Linked DNA regions of Mus musculus: regions 2, 3, 4, 5 and 6 are each linked to region 1. A link is a contact called in public HiCAR-type and promoter capture Hi-C data. All regions are on one chromosome and are shown on one strand. The core of a region is the stretch at or near the end of the contact, and the rest is flanking DNA. Distances in the headings are between cores, read along the strand shown.

Evidence for each region. Promoter capture Hi-C pulls out the DNA fragments that hold promoters and counts their contacts. HiCAR-type assays count read pairs that join an accessible place to other places.
Region 2: a contact with region 1 is called in a promoter capture Hi-C map of liver, with 5 times the contacts expected there. The contact joins the promoter of Wdr91 here to the promoter of Trim24 in region 1. A contact is called at or near these places in 2 of 39 promoter capture datasets (liver and pre-B cells).
Region 3: a promoter capture Hi-C map of pre-B cells shows a contact between it and region 1, with 6 times the contacts expected there. The contact joins the promoter of Cnot4 here to the promoter of Trim24 in region 1. A contact is called at or near these places in 4 of 39 promoter capture datasets (hippocampal neurons, liver and pre-B cells) and 1 of 115 datasets of contacts at active chromatin or transcription factors (astrocytes).
Region 4: a HiCAR-type map of astrocytes shows a contact between it and region 1, with 5 times the contacts expected there. The contact joins the promoter of 1810058I24Rik here to the promoter of Trim24 in region 1. A contact is called at or near these places in 2 of 39 promoter capture datasets (hippocampal neurons and liver) and 2 of 115 datasets of contacts at active chromatin or transcription factors (astrocytes and embryonic forebrain).
Region 5: a promoter capture Hi-C map of pre-B cells shows a contact between it and region 1, with 5 times the contacts expected there. The contact joins the promoter of Ssbp1 here to the promoter of Trim24 in region 1. A contact is called at or near these places in 1 of 39 promoter capture datasets (pre-B cells) and 1 of 484 Hi-C or Micro-C datasets (CD4 T cells).
Region 6: a contact with region 1 is called in a promoter capture Hi-C map of pre-B cells, with 8 times the contacts expected there. The contact joins the promoter of Agk here to the promoter of Trim24 in region 1.

The regions. Positions count from the first base shown.
Region 1 is chr6:37,869,496-37,872,239 of GRCm38.p6, reverse strand. It overlaps Trim24 (tripartite motif-containing 24), which reads right to left and starts at 1,429. Exons shown (of 19, transcript NM_145076.4): 1 at 766-1,429. The coding sequence starts at 1,129.
Region 2 is chr6:34,909,404-34,912,147 of GRCm38.p6, reverse strand. It overlaps Wdr91 (WD repeat domain 91), which reads left to right and starts at 1,317. Exons shown (of 15, transcript NM_001013366.1): 1 at 1,317-1,451; 2 at 2,608-2,744. The coding sequence starts at 1,329.
Region 3 is chr6:35,132,425-35,135,168 of GRCm38.p6, reverse strand. Cnot4 (CCR4-NOT transcription complex, subunit 4) reads left to right here and starts at 1,432. Exons shown (of 12, transcript NM_001164413.1): 1 at 1,432-1,667. Gm33046 (a long non-coding RNA gene) reads right to left here and starts at 1,638. Exons shown (of 5, transcript XR_868974.2): 1 at 1,467-1,638; 2 at 599-921.
Region 4 is chr6:35,251,336-35,254,079 of GRCm38.p6, reverse strand. 1810058I24Rik (RIKEN cDNA 1810058I24 gene) reads right to left here and starts at 1,370. Exons shown (of 3, transcript NM_001384235.1): 1 at 1,298-1,370. The coding sequence starts at 1,312.
Region 5 is chr6:40,470,009-40,472,752 of GRCm38.p6, reverse strand. It overlaps Ssbp1 (single-stranded DNA binding protein 1), which reads right to left and starts at 1,338. Exons shown (of 6, transcript NM_028358.2): 1 at 1,294-1,338; 2 at 620-682. The coding sequence starts at 643.
Region 6 is chr6:40,324,161-40,326,904 of GRCm38.p6, reverse strand. Agk (acylglycerol kinase) reads right to left here and starts at 1,427. Exons shown (of 16, transcript NM_023538.2): 1 at 1,375-1,427.

The DNA of each region.
Region 1 (2,744 bases), core at 180-2,679:
TTCTGGGCTGCTACATAAGCCAAACAAAACATACACACACACACACACACACACACAAAACCCAAGAAGCAAGAGAAAAAAGATTTCCCTTCCTCAGTTACTTCGCATTTTAAAGACGTCAATTTGCCCAAATATTTGCAATATTAAAAGTTAAAAACTTCAAGTGTTCTCCCAGAAATAATTACTGCACTTCAAATCACTTTCAACGATTTAAACCTGGTAACATAAGCAAAGGAAACTACCTGTCAAAAACTAATTACCCAATAACACCACAAAAGAGAAAGTAACTTCCAACTACGGCATACAAAACACTTTGGAAGTCTATTTACTTTCTATCGTTTATCGAATCGCTCGAAATAAAATCTCCGAAAGCAGCAGACAACAAAACAACTTATCCCGGTTCCTTTGTCCCCTACGGAGGGGACAGAGAGGGAACTCATTAAGGTAAAAAGCCCGGAACGCACAAGATTCGAAACAGACGGCAGCCAATCTGCAATCAATCATCAAAGAAAATCCCCATCACTTCATCTCCATCCCTTCCTCCCCCCTCCGGCTCGCATAACCCGGGTGTACACGAGCTGATCCAGATCATATGCACCCGGACAAAGCTTTGCGGAGGAGCAGAGAGCAGCTAACTCGCCACAACCGTCAGAGCTCTGCAAAAGTGAGGGACCGCCGAGTCGCTCAGCCGGCGCGGGCCCATTTCACCCCCTCCCCAGCCGCGTGACAGCGGGTCGCGCCCGCCACCTCGCGGGCCCCTCTCACCTTGGGTGGCGAATGGCGAAGGACCACCGGCCGGGGAGCCCGGGGCGGGGGCGGGGGCGGGAGCGGGTGGAGGGGTCTCTGCCGAGCCCAGCGCGGGCGCCGTCAGCATGAGATAGCGCTGCGGCGCGGGCAAACAGCGCTGGCAGAACGAGTGCAGGCAGGGCAGCAGCTTGGGCACCCGGCTCTGGATGTTCTGGTGGCACACGGCGCAAGTGTCCAACAGGTTGAGCCGGGACGCCTCGCCGCCGCTCTCCGAGTCCGGGCCCTGCCGGCTCTCGGCCTCATTCTCCCCGCTCGGCGCCGCCGCTGCGGGGCCTCCGGCCGGAGCCGCTGCCGCCGCCGCCTTCTCCACAGCCACCTCCATTGTCCTGCGGCCGCCGCCGGGGAAGCGGGAGCGCGCTCACCGCCCGCCGCCCCCGACGACCTCCGCAGCCGCCGCCGCCTCCCGCTTCTCCGAGGCCGAACGGACTCGCGGAGGGAGCACAGGGAGGAAGCCACCTCCCGAGTGGCGCGGCCGGAAGACGCGGAGCTGTCAACGGGGACCGGTTCCCGCACCGCGACGCCGCCGCGCGGGCCGATAGGCAAACCGCCACCGAGACGCTCGATTCCGCCCAGCGCGCCCGCCCGTGCCTAGCAGCCTTTCTCTCGGGCCCCTTGGACCACCGCGGGCCCCGCCCCCACCTCCCTCTCCCAGCAACCGCGGCGACTGCGAGCCGAGCGCCATCCAATGACCGCCGCGCCTGCCCAGGGGGCGGGGTCTGCAGAAGCCCGCGAGGCTCGGACGGCCCCCGCGGGAGGTTGGGAGTGGGCGGGGCTAGCCCCGCCGGACGCGAGGACCGCGGCCGCTGATTGGCTCGCTGTGTGTGTGTCTCTCTTCTGTAGATTGTAAAGGAATCATTTGTTAAGGAGCCAGAGCAGGCATCGGGTTCCGCCCGCCGCTATGGCCCCGCCCAAGGGGCGGGGGCTCTGCCCAGTCTACCCAGCCTGATTAATTAAGAAACTGCTTGGAAAACTGCTTTTACTACTGGAGACTTAAATGGGTAAAGGAGTAAGATCGTGGGAGGGCCACGGGAGGATGAAGAAGTAAGTTACGTGCAAACGAGAAGAGACCCAAAACCGGGTTGTATGAGCCCACATTGTGTGAAAGGGGGAGTGTGCAGGCAGCTTTACTCTTTTTGTGGCCTGAATTTATCTCTGTGATGAATTAATGAGAATGATGTAAAGGGGGAGAAATTACAAATTTGTCGGAACTTTAAAAGACCTCAATGGAAAAGGGTGAAATTAATTTTGCTTCTTAAATGAATAAAAGCAGTTAATTTTTTTGAGGACTAAATAAATGATCTGCAAGTGTCCATAGTACCTGAATATTAAACTCTTAAAAAAAAAAAAAAGGCAGACGTGGTAGCACACACCTATACTAATACTCCAGAGGCAAAGGCAGGAAAATCACTACAAATTCAAAGTTATTCTAGGTTTTAGTCAGTGTAAAAGCCTGTCTCAAAAGGGGGGGGGGGGACCTCAATTCTGGTTTTAGAGTTTCAGTATTATATTTCATGTCTTCCTTCTCCCGTGCTTGTTACCGGAAATTCTGGGGAGTCCCATGGGAAGTGCCACCTGTTACTAGGGAAATCAGAGTCCCCTCTTGAGGTTCTTAGTCTCATTAATAAAAGAATTTAAGAAGAGCCTCAAAAGAAGCTGGAGGAAATTTTATTAGAGTTTAAAAGAAAAGAAAGAAAAAAACCAATGCAGGCAAGCTGTAAATCTCAGCAGCTGCCCAGAGGAAGATGGAGAAGTGGAAGAGATGCCATGCCATTTGTGTTAAACAGCCACATGGTTACAGCAGCCACATGGAGGGGAGCTTTAGAGAAAGAGTAAGGAAGCCGAAACTATCAGAGACTGTGTATTAGGCTAACACCCAAAAGAAAAGAGAAGACAAAGAGAAGGTTGGGAGTTTCTGAGACAGAATAGACAGAAATCCT
Region 2 (2,744 bases), core at 68-2,567, 3.0 Mb after region 1:
GTTTCTCTGTGTAGTCCTGGCTGTCCTGGAACTCACTTTGTAGACCAGGCTGGCCTCGAACTCAGAAATCCGCCTGCCTCTGCCTCCCGAGTGTTGGGATTAAAGGCGTGCACCACCATGCCCGGCTTTTTTTTTTTTTTTTTAATTAAGAATGGCTGGCCTTGAACTCACAGAGACCTGCCTAGCTCTGTCTCCAGAGTATACACCACCACGCCTGGTCTTCATGCACTATCTTATCAAATCGTCATTATGACTGTGCCTGGTGGACATTATCAGTGCTCTCTCAAAGATGAAGAAATAAGGCAAAATGTGTATGTATGCCTTGTAAAAACTTCAAATAATTTTCTAAACAAGAAAAAGAAAGAAGGCAAAAGGAACTGGAAGTCCTTCAGAGAATAAAATATAGGTTGTTTTACAATTTTCCTGAGTTTAAAAACTGTTCACAAAACCACAATTAATTGAAAAAACTAACAAGAAACTGGGACCATAGGTCACACCCTTCTGAAACTTGCCTTTTTTAAAATTTCTCTAAGTGGTACATCTTGGTTGGTATAGTTTACCCTTCTTACTCAGGAACTCAGGGCTAGACAGGACTGGTGGTGGGGATTTTTTTTTTATTGCAAGTTCAAGATCTGTGTGGTCAATTTAGTGAGACTGTGACAAAACCCAAAAGCAGCTCAGCGGTAGGGTGCTTGCCTAGCGTGTGTGAGGCCCTGGCCAAAAAAGAAGGAAAAGAAAAGAAAAGAAAAGAAAAGAAAAGAAAAGAAAAGAAAAGAAAGGAAAGGAAAGGAAAGGAAAGGAAAGGAAAGGAAAAGAAAAGAAAAGAAAAGAAAAGAAAAGAAAAGAAAAGAAAAGAAAAGAGGTCCAAGCTGGACTTTTATGAGTTGACTTCACACTGGCCACTTTACCTGTTGGGGCTCGAGTTTTCTCCTTTTGTAAGAGGAGGATAGAGGACAAAAGATTCTGCAGTGTCATGCCAATAAGCTGGGAACATCACTCCCTCCCCGCCCTGTGAATATGTGGAAGGTTCGCAAGGTCCAGCTTTACTTTACTTGGATCGAGGCATCAGTGTTAGCAACTCAGGACACACTCTGTATCACCAGAAAACTTCAGCAAGCCGAGACGCCCGGGAGCTGGCTGAGAGTAGGGAGGGGCGGGGCTACAGGGGGAGATGGGCGGGGCGCCTGCGGGGCGGGGCGGAGCGCAAGGTTGGTAGGTTGGGCGTGGCGTGACGTACGAGGCGCCCGAGATAGGCTCCGCCCCGTCGCTCCAAGCCCCGCCCCTCCGCCCTGAGCGGCTCGGGTCTTTTGCAGCGCGCGCGCGCAGCGATGGCGGAGGCGGTGGAGCGCACAGACGAGCTGGTCCGGGAGTACCTGCTCTTCCGTGGCTTCACGCACACACTGCGGCAGCTGGATGCGGAGATCAAGGCGGACAAAGAGAAGGGGTTCCGGGTGAGGGGTCGGCAGGGGCGGCGGAGGCGGCTCGGGGGGCGGGCCTCCTGCTCCAACCCTGCCCTCCGGGGCGAGGGCGGCGCTGTCACTGCATGGTAGGGGACTGAAGGCGTCTCCGGTCTGGCCCTCGCTTGACATAGGAGGAACTGAGGGCCGGAGATGGTCGTGACATGCCCGAAGTTGCTCAGTGAGTGAGTCAGGAGCATCGGGACTCAGGTCCCTGGTTCCCGGTACAGGGCTTCACTCCATGCCAGCCTCTCAGCAGGTGCTAGCCAATGGCTGGCCGGCGTGGTTACAACACTTTAAGAGCCATGGTTGAGCGCAAGTCTGAATTTTGATGGAAGAAGCGGGAGCAAAGGGGGCTGCGCCCAGAAGACTGGGTTCAGGTCTGGGAGGTAGATTGTAAGAATGGCATCAGGGAATCATTGGAAGATTCCCTTCTGCTTTGAAGCACAAAGTTCTCTGATACTAGTTTCCACTGAGAGGCGCTTGGGATTTCTTTGCTTATGATTTGTATGTTTGCACGTACAGAGTTAAATTGGTCTTGGGCAGATGGATTGAGGGAGGTGGTGAGCTAGTTGTTGGCGCATCAGAAGGAAGTTAGGATATTGGTTTCTACCTTTCGAGTTTATTGGTTGCTTGGTGGCAAAGCAAAGCATTTCCCTACTCCAGACAGCAGTGGTATTCAAAACACTGTCATGGTGTGATTGTCTTTGACTGAAGGCAGCAGCCACTGAGGCTCAGGTGGGACTCTGATGACCCGCAGGGAGCCAGTAATCACTGTGTCTCTTGGAATTCAGAAACTGTGGAGCTGGGACGAGGACCCTGGCAATTGTCTCTGGCTCATTGGCTCTTACTTATTTTTACAGTGTGAGGCAATCAAGACTGCTGTTGAAGTGACATTGCCAAGTTGGTCAAGGAGACTCAACACCTGGAGCCAAAGCTCTTGCTTTCTGGAATTTCCGAGCTTGCCAGAGCACCAAGTCCTGTATCTAGCATGAGAAAATAACTTGAAAGCTAGTATGCTAACATATCTTGGGGATTTTATAGATTGCCAACTGGACTATATGTTTTTACATCTGGGAGCCATAGGAAGAAGATGAAACTATACGATGTATAGTGAGGTGAGAATTTCCTTCTGTCTGTCTCCCCTCAGGTGGACAAGATTGTGGACCAGCTGCAACAGTTGATGCAGGTTTACGACTTGGCTGCCCTTCGGGATTATTGGAGCTACCTGGAACGCAGGCTCTTCAGCCGCTTGGAGGATATCTATCGACCTACCATCAACAAACT
Region 3 (2,744 bases), core at 183-2,682, 2.7 Mb after region 1:
ATTTTTAGCAATTTCATTCCTGTGTAAAATAAGTTGAGTCATTTTTATGCCCCTCCCCCTGCCCCCCAACATTTCCTCTCTCTTACACCAAAGAAACTGGTCTGGTTGCCTTTTTTGTGGTTTTTTTTTTTTTTTTTCTGCCTCTAGACATGGTTTGTAGACCAAGCTGGCCTTGAACTCAAAGAGATACACCTGCCTCTGCTTTCAGAGTCCTGGCTTGTGTCACCACGTCCAGCGAGACTGAGACTTTAAAACTTCAATTTCTTTCCTTACATTTCCCTTTTCTGTTTTAAATCCTCCCCTTAAACCTTTTGCTTTCAGGCCTCAAGTGTGCCAGACTAGCGCCCTACCACTGTGTGACATCCACAGTCCCATCCTACGTATTTTAATCCTGGATTTGAAAACTTGGTTCCTTTCACTTCTCCAAACCCCACTACATGCACACACCCTAGAATGGGGACAGATTTGTGTTTTTGGTCTCTGTTGTATGCTCCCAGCATATGGCACTGAACTGGGTACCAAGGAGCTCAGCACTTATATGAATAGATGAAGAATATAGGCAATAAACAGAATCGACCGCTCCAGGAGCGCCACTTACACCAGAGTTCTGGGAGGCAACCCGGGAAGTTCAGTAAATTGATTTTGTTATTTAGAATTTCTCGGTGCTCGAACCGGCTGCGGTTGTATTATGTCCTTTGAGACGTGTTTACTTGTGCAGTTTGCGAACCTGACGCACACTTCTGTGCAGGCTGGAAGAGTTCTGTGCAGCCAGCAACAGTTTGCAGGTAAGTCCACATGCTTTCACATCATCAGCAACTCATGCTACTCTGACTGCCCGCGTTCTCTTGAGAAATGTGCACATGGCAATTCAGGTATTTCTTCACTGGCGATTTTCCAGTAAGGAGGATGAGCTCAGCTGTACTGGTGGTAAAGGACGTGCAAAGACCGGGAAACGAATTAACGCTCACTTTTCCAAAAGTATCAACTCCCCACTCTAGATCAAATCCCGCGCTCTTGCAATGCTCAACCTGATTCTACCACCATACCGCCCCCGTCAGATACCTATCTATGGCGGGCGGGGCAGAAAAAGACACGTCCTAGCTTCCTCCGAATCAGTTAAGTTTCGTAGAATTTTGGTTTCCTACATTTCAGCTAACATTAGTGAAAACCGCCGACCACATGACACAGTAGCCACACACGCGGGCAGAAGAGGAAGCAAAACAAGAAGAAAGCCGGCGCTCCAGTAGCCACGTGAGGAACGAGTTCCCGAGCGCCTTCTCTAGTGATGACTTCAATTCCCGGCCTGCCCCGGGGCGGTTACTATCGGAGGACTACAACTCCCAGGGTGCAGTGGACCAGTCCGCCGCAACCTCCCACTCGCCCGCCTGCCGCTTGTCCCGCCCCTCCCCCGCCCCGCCCAGCCGGATCGGCATGCGCCTGCGCAGCGGAGGCCGGAGGAGTCTTACCCTAATGTAAGATGGTGGCCCGTCTAGCCGTGGAACCCACCGAAAGCTGAGAGTCTCTCTCTCAGCCGTAAAGGTCGGACTCACTGAAGCAGTCAGGCCCGGTTCTGAAGAGTTTTTTCGCCGACTCTCGTTCATTGGTCTCCTGTGAGGACTCGGCAACGCGTGGAGTCGGCTAAGAGAAAAGCGAGGCAAGGCAGGCGGGTGAGTGTCTGCGGGGCTGGGCTTAGGGGAAACCCGGCGCTGACCGGCTACGAGAGAGCGGAGGCTTCGCTGGGACTGTGCAGGCCGCACCCCCCTTTCTCCCCACCCCCCCACCCCCGCCCGCCTCGTCTTCACCCTCCTCCTCCTCCTCTGGCTGCCTCCTCCTCCTCTTCTTCCTCCCTCTCCCCTCTACGCCACAGCAGTTATCACCAGGAAAAGGCAGCCGGGTTGGAGGCAGCGCGGCAGCGAGCGCCGGCTCTCCTTGGAGAATTTCTTCAATTGAGAACCCAAGAGGGCTTCTCATCACCAGTTTTCCCCGCATTTTTCTGGCAACAGTATCCTTAGGTCTTGGTCCTCCTGTTTCCCCAGCCTCCTTTCCCCTCTGACGTCCTTTCCTACTGGCCCCGGTCTCCCAAGCCAGAGCCATCATTTCCACTCTGACGGGTGCTGCTGCTCACTGCCCACCCGTCCTGCTTGGTGGGCTTTTTTGCCCCTTTTTGCCCCATCCCTTCCAGAAAGGCTGCTCTGGATCTAGCCTCTGCTCCCCTCTGGTGCTTGCAGTCAGCCCCCAGTCTGTCTGCCAGACCCGAGTTGATTCCGATGTGCAAGTCTCCTTTAACCGCATCTGTCATCTTAAAGCCACCTCGTGAGTATCTAAATCATGTTGCTGCTCCGTTGCTCCGTATAACCCACCTGTTTCTTAACCTACTTGAGAATTGTCGGTTCCTTCCCTCTTTCCAATGCAGACTCTTTGAGCACACACTCCAGGATAGGGGAGATGATGCCCCGTGTTGTTCCTTGAAAAGTAAAGGAAGTTAGGAAGTGAATGAAGTGAGTGGGAGACTATTAACGTTAAGAGAAAAGAGCTTTCTTCGGGCTACTCGGGAAAGGAATGTTTTGCTTTTTTGATCTTTTTGTTGCTCATTTGCTATCCTTTTTTACCCCTCTTTTCATTTTCGACCTTCTCCGTGCTACTCAGCATTCTCCTGAATTGCCATTCCTCAGGACACTTGATGTTGTCTCTGATTATACCCATAAAGATCAGCTTAGAATTTCAAAACCAGGTGAATCTAGCGC
Region 4 (2,744 bases), core at 121-2,620, 2.6 Mb after region 1:
TAACCATTTAGAAAACAGTTGAAACGGCTAATGTAAAAAGCAAGATTTGCAGAAACTAGCAGTGTTTGACCAAGTTCCACAAGAGGAAAGTTGATTCCATCTCTGTACATCTGATTCCACTTTTCCCAACAAAAGCAATGAAGAGGAGACAGACCCAGGGCAAGAGAAGGAACATCAGTTACATCCTAGCTAAGCATCTAATGGTCGGCTTCAGCATCTCTCCATAAATGTTGAAAATTTTGAATTTTCCAATCAAAACCCATGTTTAAGTACAGAGCGCTAGTCCCGCACCAGGTAGCCTCATTCAGCAAAGCACTTAAAAGGTTAAGTGTAATCGATTTAATGTTCTCCCTGCTTATCAATGAACAGCAAATGCAGTGGAAGGGCCAATCCTATCACCTTACACTAGCTGGCTGATGCTGCTTTTAAAAGTGATTCCTAACAAGTAAATTACTGCTAATTACTCCTACCTCCTAAACTAAGGCCTAGTTAGGACACTAGAGAAACCCCAGAGGCAACTGAGTCTTTGTAGGGCAGTTTTATGTAAACAATACTCATTCTCGGAGCACCAGGTAGCCACTGACCGTGGGAAAGAAAGAAGATATCTGCTTTATTAGAATTCGAAGATGAAACGCTTTCATCTGAAAGTGTTTGAAAACTTTCATCTGAAAATTTGACTGGCAAGTTTCCTAGAATCCTCAACAGGCAATTTTAGAAATACTTGATTTTTGCCAGAAAAACGTGTTAACTCAAAAAGGAGACTTGAAAGGGTGTGGGGAGGGGCAGGTTTTTACAAGAGTTACTCGCAGGGCAGTCTGACTCACTCCTCAAAGCGGGCAATCTGTAAAGGTCTGAAGAGGGAGGGCACTGTGGATCTCTCGCTGCGACCTCGTGATGTGGCTGACTAATGCACGGCGTGTGAAAGGCACTCTGAGGCCTCAAATAAGCCGTATATAATAGATGGGGGTCTACGGGAAGTCGCGTGGAGAGGACAGGAGCCAAGTCATCTTGATGACTCCTCCGACCCAACTTACCGCGAAGATTTCGCCAAGAGCTCACAGTAAGTGGTTTTTTGAAAACGCAGTCATATCACTGACACCCCAAAGTTTTCGGAACTTGAAGGACTACATATAAACAAACCCAGGCAAAGACCCAAGGACTTAGGAGGAGGCCAGAGGAAAACTGCGCGAGCAAACCCGAGGGCGACGAGCCCCAACTGCAGAGCCGTGCACCGCCGACCCGGGACCCCGGGGGAACGAGGCGACCGCGAGGCCCGATCCTCCGAGGCCCCACTCACCAGGAACTGGAGCATGATGTCGGTGGGGAGGGCGAGGAGGGTGTGAGAGGTGCTCCAGCTCCAGCTCGGCTCCGGGACTCCTCCCCGGCGCGAGGGCGGAACCCGCTGCCAGGTTCCGGTTTACGCCCCGCCCCGCCCTGCCCCGCCCTCTCCATTCCCGGAAGCGACTCGCGGAGCCGCAGCGCCCTCTGACGGCCATCTCGGGAAGCAAGAGGGCGAGGTGCAAACCTAGGCCTCTTTGAACCAAAGCCTCCGGGTGACAAGGACGCTGGCAATTGTATTAATACAGTCAGACGTGGCTGTGTTACCTACTAAACCAGGGTGGGGGTGAGGTAGCGGGTGCCATGCCAAGTGAACAACTCACTCTCCTGGGAGCCTTTATGAAGTCCACACTAATCTCCACCACAGCCGACTCTCAGACGAAAAGGGGGAAAAGGTTCCATTTCACAAAAGCCCACAAGTGTGCTATGCAGCCTAGTTAAGGGTAGTCCTCAGCCACGTGATAGATGATGGAGAGAGGTCTGCGGAGTCTGGCACGACTGGATCCAAGTAGCGATTGCTGGCAGCCACCAGCAACCTATCTGAAGTTTACTTCCTCCTCAAGTGGAGCGCGAATCATCTACCATGCAGGAGCCAAAGATGAATCCACTCTTGTCCGGTCGCGCTGCTGGTCACCCACATACACAAGCACATCGAAACCACCCTTCTCATGTTGCTCTCAGTCTTTGGAATTGACCTTTATCTAGTTAAGGGGTACTCTGGCTTCAAATAACAGAAAAACAAATCAGCTGCGCCTAGTGGGGCTGTTAACCCTGGGACAATGGCAGAGGACTACTTAACATATCAAAGTGGACCTGGCCTCCTGGTCCTCGCCAGCATCCCTCAGTCCCGGCCTGTTACAGGGTGTGGCTGGCACATGCAGCCCTCTACCCTAAACTCACCAGTTCAGGGGCTGGGCTGCTTTTCCCGATGAGGCTTTTCCCTATATAATCCAGCCATTTTGGTTACCTGAACTGTGATGGTTTACATATGCTCGTCCCAGGGAGTGGCACTATTAGAAGGTGTGGCCTTGTTGGAGGAAATGTGTCACTGTGGGGATGGACTTGGAAATCTTCCTCCTAGCAGCTTGAGGATGCTCTCTGGCTTCCTTCAGATGAAGATGTAGAACTCTCAGCTCTGCCAGCACCATGCCTGCCTGGATACTGCCATGCTTCCACTTTGGTGACAATGGACTGAAACTCTGAACCTGTAAGCCAGCCCCAATTAAATGTTGTCATTTCTAAGAGTTGTCTTGGTCATGGTGTCTCCTCACAAAAGTAAAACCCTAACCAAGACCCGAACCTTTTGTTCCTTTGCCCTTTGGGCCCCTGTATCTCATTCTGCTGCCTCTCCCCTCCTCAAAAGAGGAAAATATCTCTCTCTCTCTCTCTCTCTCTCTCTCTCTCTC
Region 5 (2,744 bases), core at 89-2,588, 2.6 Mb before region 1:
CACCCGACTAGATTGCAGAATGGTCATGAATTTGTGGCAAGAAGTGAGCTCTGCTCTCTGGATAGCAAGATGGGAGTGGGGAGGAGAGGGGCCAGAAGGTCATAAAAGACCAGAGCCATATGGGACAAGGTTAGAAGAAATCAGGTGCGATGGGGCAGGCCTGAAATACCATCGGTGACAAAGTAGAAGCAGGAGGAGGAAGGTTCTTGGTCATCTCAGCCTAACAGTGAGTCTCAAGATAGTCTTAACTATGAGTGGCTGTCTCAAAAACAGCAAAACAAAAATGATAATAATAACTTACATAATTAAATGAATACTCTGATCTAAGCACTGGTAACAAATATTTACTAAATTAAATTCATGAGGTGTACTACATATGCGAATACACTTTAAAAATCATTTTTGATTCAGTAAACATTATGAGCTTCACACACACATAAACACACACACACACAAAATCCCTTCTGAATCTCCCACATCAAATAAACACATAGAACACGCTGGATAGGCGTAAGAATCTCGTGCTTATGTATGCAAAATCGAAAAGCAACAAAACAAAACATGGCTATAGACTATGGAAACACGGTTGGAGCACTCACTAATGTAGAAAAGTGACTACCTGTAACACAGGTCTTCGAAACATGGCTTCTGTTTTTCTTACAACCTAATCTTTAGGCTTTTCCTAAAGGAAAGAAAGAAAAGAGAAAAATGATAAATCAAGAAACTACAGTATCCATCAAGAACACACATGCTCTCTAGTCCTAAATCCTAAGCGCGTCCAGCTTCTCGTGCACCCAATTTGCAACCGCATTTTTTGCACGTGTGGGGAGTTCCTTTCTTTTTGAAAACAAAAACTGAGCGAGACAAAAGAAACTCTGTGGTTCTGGGTCTCAACCAGCAGAAAAGAGGGGAAAAACCTGTTCTCACTTGCAATCCATTGTCTGCTAGATTTCTTTACAATAGAAGTTGTCTCGGACATTTTTTTTTCCAACTTGTTCTGTTATTCTAGACCCCTAAAACTGTCTCTACAAACAGTGCGGGCACAGTAAACGCTACTCCGAAAGGACGCAAATCAGTGCCTTCGTCCCCGTTAGCGCTGAGTAAGCCCGGCTCCCCAGCCTCGCCGCGGGGGCAAGAGGCTGCTCTTCCCCCAAAGTGGCGCTCGCGAGCAGCACAGGGAACGGCGGGGGACACTCGGACTCCAGCGAGGAGCCGCACAACTCCTCCCGAGCCCCGCACGCGCCCGTGCACTCGGGAAACACAACTTCGTGCCAGCCTTCTCCCCTCCCTCACCGGACACGCAGAGCCCGACCGCCAGCGGCTCGCTTCCGGCGCACGGAGCCCGCAAAGCTCGCGAGATGCAAGGAAAGACAGGAAATCTCTGAAGTGCGTCGTTGAAATGCCGCCGGCTGATGTCGCCGGAAACACGACCCCTCAATTTAGAAGTGCCAGGAACTTCTGTCCAGGCGGAAGTGGGCGGATCAACGATGCCACCTGTGGGTAGTTTTACGATTTTGGTTTTGTTTTTTTGTTGTTTGGTTTGGTTTAGTTTGGTTGTTGGGGTTTTTTGTTTTGTTTTGTTTTTCCTGATCTCCACCCTCGCTCCGGTAGTGGCCCCGCACTGGCTAACCAAACTCTGGCCAGAACTCTATTCCCAGCCCTAAATTGAAATTATTTGATGTTCCCAGCCTGGGAAAGGGAGTGAGGTAGGTGAAATAAAACATATTTGAGCCCCTGGAGGAACTAAAACCGACACAAGTCTCCTAATGCAGTAAGACTGAAGAATTAATTGCTGTCAAAACCTCGGTGATCTAGATATGTTAACATGTTAAGTCAAAAAATTCAAGAAACACGTGAGGAGCAAAATTTTTAACATCTTTATTAAGTACCGGTCCCAAACTGTGCCTAAGGCACAAGAGAAATGCGCCCTTATATTATGTATTTGTATATATGTTTTCCCTAAAACATTAAAAGTTTATGAAATTCCAAAACATTTTGAAGAAGTGTTAAAAGTCAAAACGTTGCTTTATTTTAAAGCAAAGTGTAATTAAGATTTTACTTTTATAGAAAGAAACTGATCAGTATTTTTTAGATTTTTTTTTTTCATTTTGTGTTTCAATTCTACATCTTTGGCAGTTATTCTAGATGGAAAAGCTTAAAAGAAAGAAAGAGAGAGAGAGAGAGAGAGAGAGAGAGAGAGAGAGAGAGAGAGAAAGAGAAAAGAAAAAAGACACTGTCTCGCTGTGTATCCCTGGCTGGCCTGAAACTTGGATCTCATGTAGACCAGACCAGGCTTGTCTCTAACTCCCAGAGATTCCCCTTGCTGCATCTACCTCCCTAGTGCTGTGATTAAAGGCATGTGCCATCACATCCAGCACTCAGTGACAGTCTTAAACAATCTCAAGTAACTTAAGCTTGTTGATCTTGTATTTGGTAATATCATGTTCATAGTAAAATTTCTTAGTTTTAACATTTCCAAAATACTGCATTGAGACATCTTTTCTTTTGATTGCTGACTTTCTTTTGCTCCTCTAAATCCTATGTTGTTTACCCTAATCCTGGCCCTAGTGAAGTAACGCACTTATGAATCCTACAAATTAAGGAACCCAAGGCAACAAGATTCAGTGGGGCTCCAGTGTTAGACAGAAGGGAACTCCAAACCATTCAAACAGACACACTGCCTCCTAAGGTCCATTCTTTCTGATTTTAGGAGGGGGGGGGGTCTGAATTATTGTCTGGCTCAC
Region 6 (2,744 bases), core at 178-2,677, 2.5 Mb before region 1:
AAAAATCAATGTTTTAAGATGAACGATGGGGTCATGGGGAGGGGGAAGATTTGAAAAGGCTTTGAATCCGCACTAAGGTCTTTGGATATTATGTTTAAAACAATATTATGTTTAAAACTTGAGATTTTTTTTTTTTAGCAGATGAATAACAATCACATTTGAGGTGCAGAATATAAAACAGACTGCCAGAACCTGAAAGTAAATCTAAAAGGAGCCATTCGAGGGGTGACTGCCACAAATTCTAGACAAGAGTCAACAAATGATTTGGAGGTCTTTATGAAATAGAAATGGGCAGGGCTTGATGATCAACTGATTGCAAGAGGTGAAGGACGAGGAAACGGAGCCAGGTTTTGTGCTTGGGCAACGGATTGTTAAGTGATTTCAAGGCTTTGGATTTACATTGTAGGTTTGTGGGGAAACAGTGTGCAGTTAAGGAGACTCTAGACTGTTCCACCTGCTGGAAGGCTGGAACATCACCCAAGTAGAGAGGGGCATGGAACGAATATCGGACAGTCGACAACACTCTGAGTGGACTGTCTTTTTAAAAAGCCACGCCCACCCTGTCTTAAATGCTTTCTATATTATTAAAAGATGAGGGAAATATGCAGGCAGCCTAGTGTGCAAAGAGGACTGGCCAAGGTGCTTAACGAAATCCTAGCTTTGTCGTTTACAGATGGTGAGACCCTGGATAAGTCAATTAACATTTTCCCTAGAGAAAAAGGGAAACACCATTAATTTTTGCAGTGAAGCAGTTGTGAATAAAATCTGTATTTGTCTTCACAATCTGTAATACATTCAGTGTATATTCCCTTCTCAGTAGCCAAAATTTTCATTCTCACTAATGTCAGTTAAAAATCTCAAATTTTATGCCTAAATTAACATATCTTTGCCTTCCAAACAGGCTTTCCCCAAACCCAAAAACTCTCAAATTCTGACCCTCTTCTGACAAGAAAAGTAGGGGTTTTCTCACTAAAGAGCTTTTTAGAACAGATTCTAGTCATCCACATCTGCAGAACCTAATAAATAGAACGAATGAACCGACCCACCCTTTAGGGTTCAAATATTACTGGCCCCGTTTTTTTGTTCCGGAGTACCCCACAGCCCAAGGTGGGAAGTAGCTGAGGGGTTCACAGGTTAGGGACGGCTCTGGGACTCGAACCGGCACACCTGACTCGCAGGGACAACGGGCGTGCACGCCATGCTGGCCCGGCCCAATCTCCCCTCCTCCCGCCCCACCGCAGTCAGCAACCGCGTGGCCGATCCCCGGACGCCAGGCGGGTTCCCCGGACGCTCTGCTCAACGCAGCCACCAGCGGCTGCGCTCCACACCCTGACAACACACATCCCGCGGCCCTAGCTTGCTCCCCGAACTCACCGCTGCCCGCCGCTCAGCGCCCGGCCTTTCCTGTGTGCTCTCACAAAACTCTCCCTCTCTTTTCAGGGAAACCGCTCCCTCTGCTCTCGGGTTCCGACGCGGAGCAGCGCGAGCCAGGCGGGGGCGAGCCCTCCCGTGACCTAGGGATGGGCTCGCAGCAGCCACCGCCCTCCCTTCCCTTTCTCTCACATTACTTGTTCATTCAATCTTTCATCTATCCATCTGTCGCCAGCCAGTCGTTTCTGGAAAGTTCACAATACATAATAAGAACAGTTTTACGATTTGGAACTAAATCAGAAAGTAATTAAATGGCTAAGGCATAGTGGTAAATGAAACAAAATAAAACAAAACCCAGCGACAGGGCGGGAGATGAGGAGGCACTGTGTTAAATTAACGAGCGGAAGTTTGAGCTCCAGAGAGCAGGAAGATGATGATCAGGTCTGGATGCACGGAAGAGCAGGGTGGGGTGGGAGTGGGGCTGAGGCTGGGGAAATCAGGCACAAAATCACAGAACCCTTAGGCCTGTGTGCTGGAGGCAGAAAGAGCTATGAGAAAAGGGAGCCATGCAGCAGGAGAGCCCACAGGGGTGTTGGACAACAGAAAAATGTGTCTTGTTAAAATATAAAGATCGCTGGGCTGAAGATGAAGGGCAGGTGCAGAGAAGCTTCCTGTTAGCTGCCTTACACCAAGGCAGTTACAAAAACTTTTTATCTTGCCACCTTTCACTGCGAGGAAGATGTCAACAAAATAAAACAGATTTTGCTGCAAAGAGGACTCTTAGAAGTCTGCCCTGAGGGCACAACATTGCTGTCTTAAATGGGAACAGTTTTTCAGTAGGAACATCTTCAAATGGGAACTCGCCTGAGATGTCCCAAGACTGGATCCACTAATATTTGATCTCTAGGGACTCCCATCTTCCACAAGATGTACAAGCAATTAAAGGTTACTGGGCCAGAGGGGCTGAGGAGTGTTGAGGGAACTTCTTCACTGGTATTGCCTCCTCTAAGTTGCTCATGTTCCTATAGGTAATTCCTCACTACCCCAATCAAATTCATGGATCCACAAATCTAGACTTTAGTGGAATCATTTCTTCGGGGTCTGTTCCTGTCACTATCTGGAGAAAATAGACATTTCTTCACTGCTGTCTCCCTAGGAAACAGGAAATAAATGTATTCTGAGCCAAGTATGAATGGCAATGGTTTTGGAACACAGATTCAAGTTGCCCTGAATGACACGTTCCACCGTAGAATAGGTTAGTTGGACACTTATGAATCAGAAAATAAAATAAAGCCATGAGCCCATTTGTCTTAGTCAGGGTTTCTATTCCCGAACAAACATGACCAAGAAGCAGTTGGGGAGGAAAGGGTTTA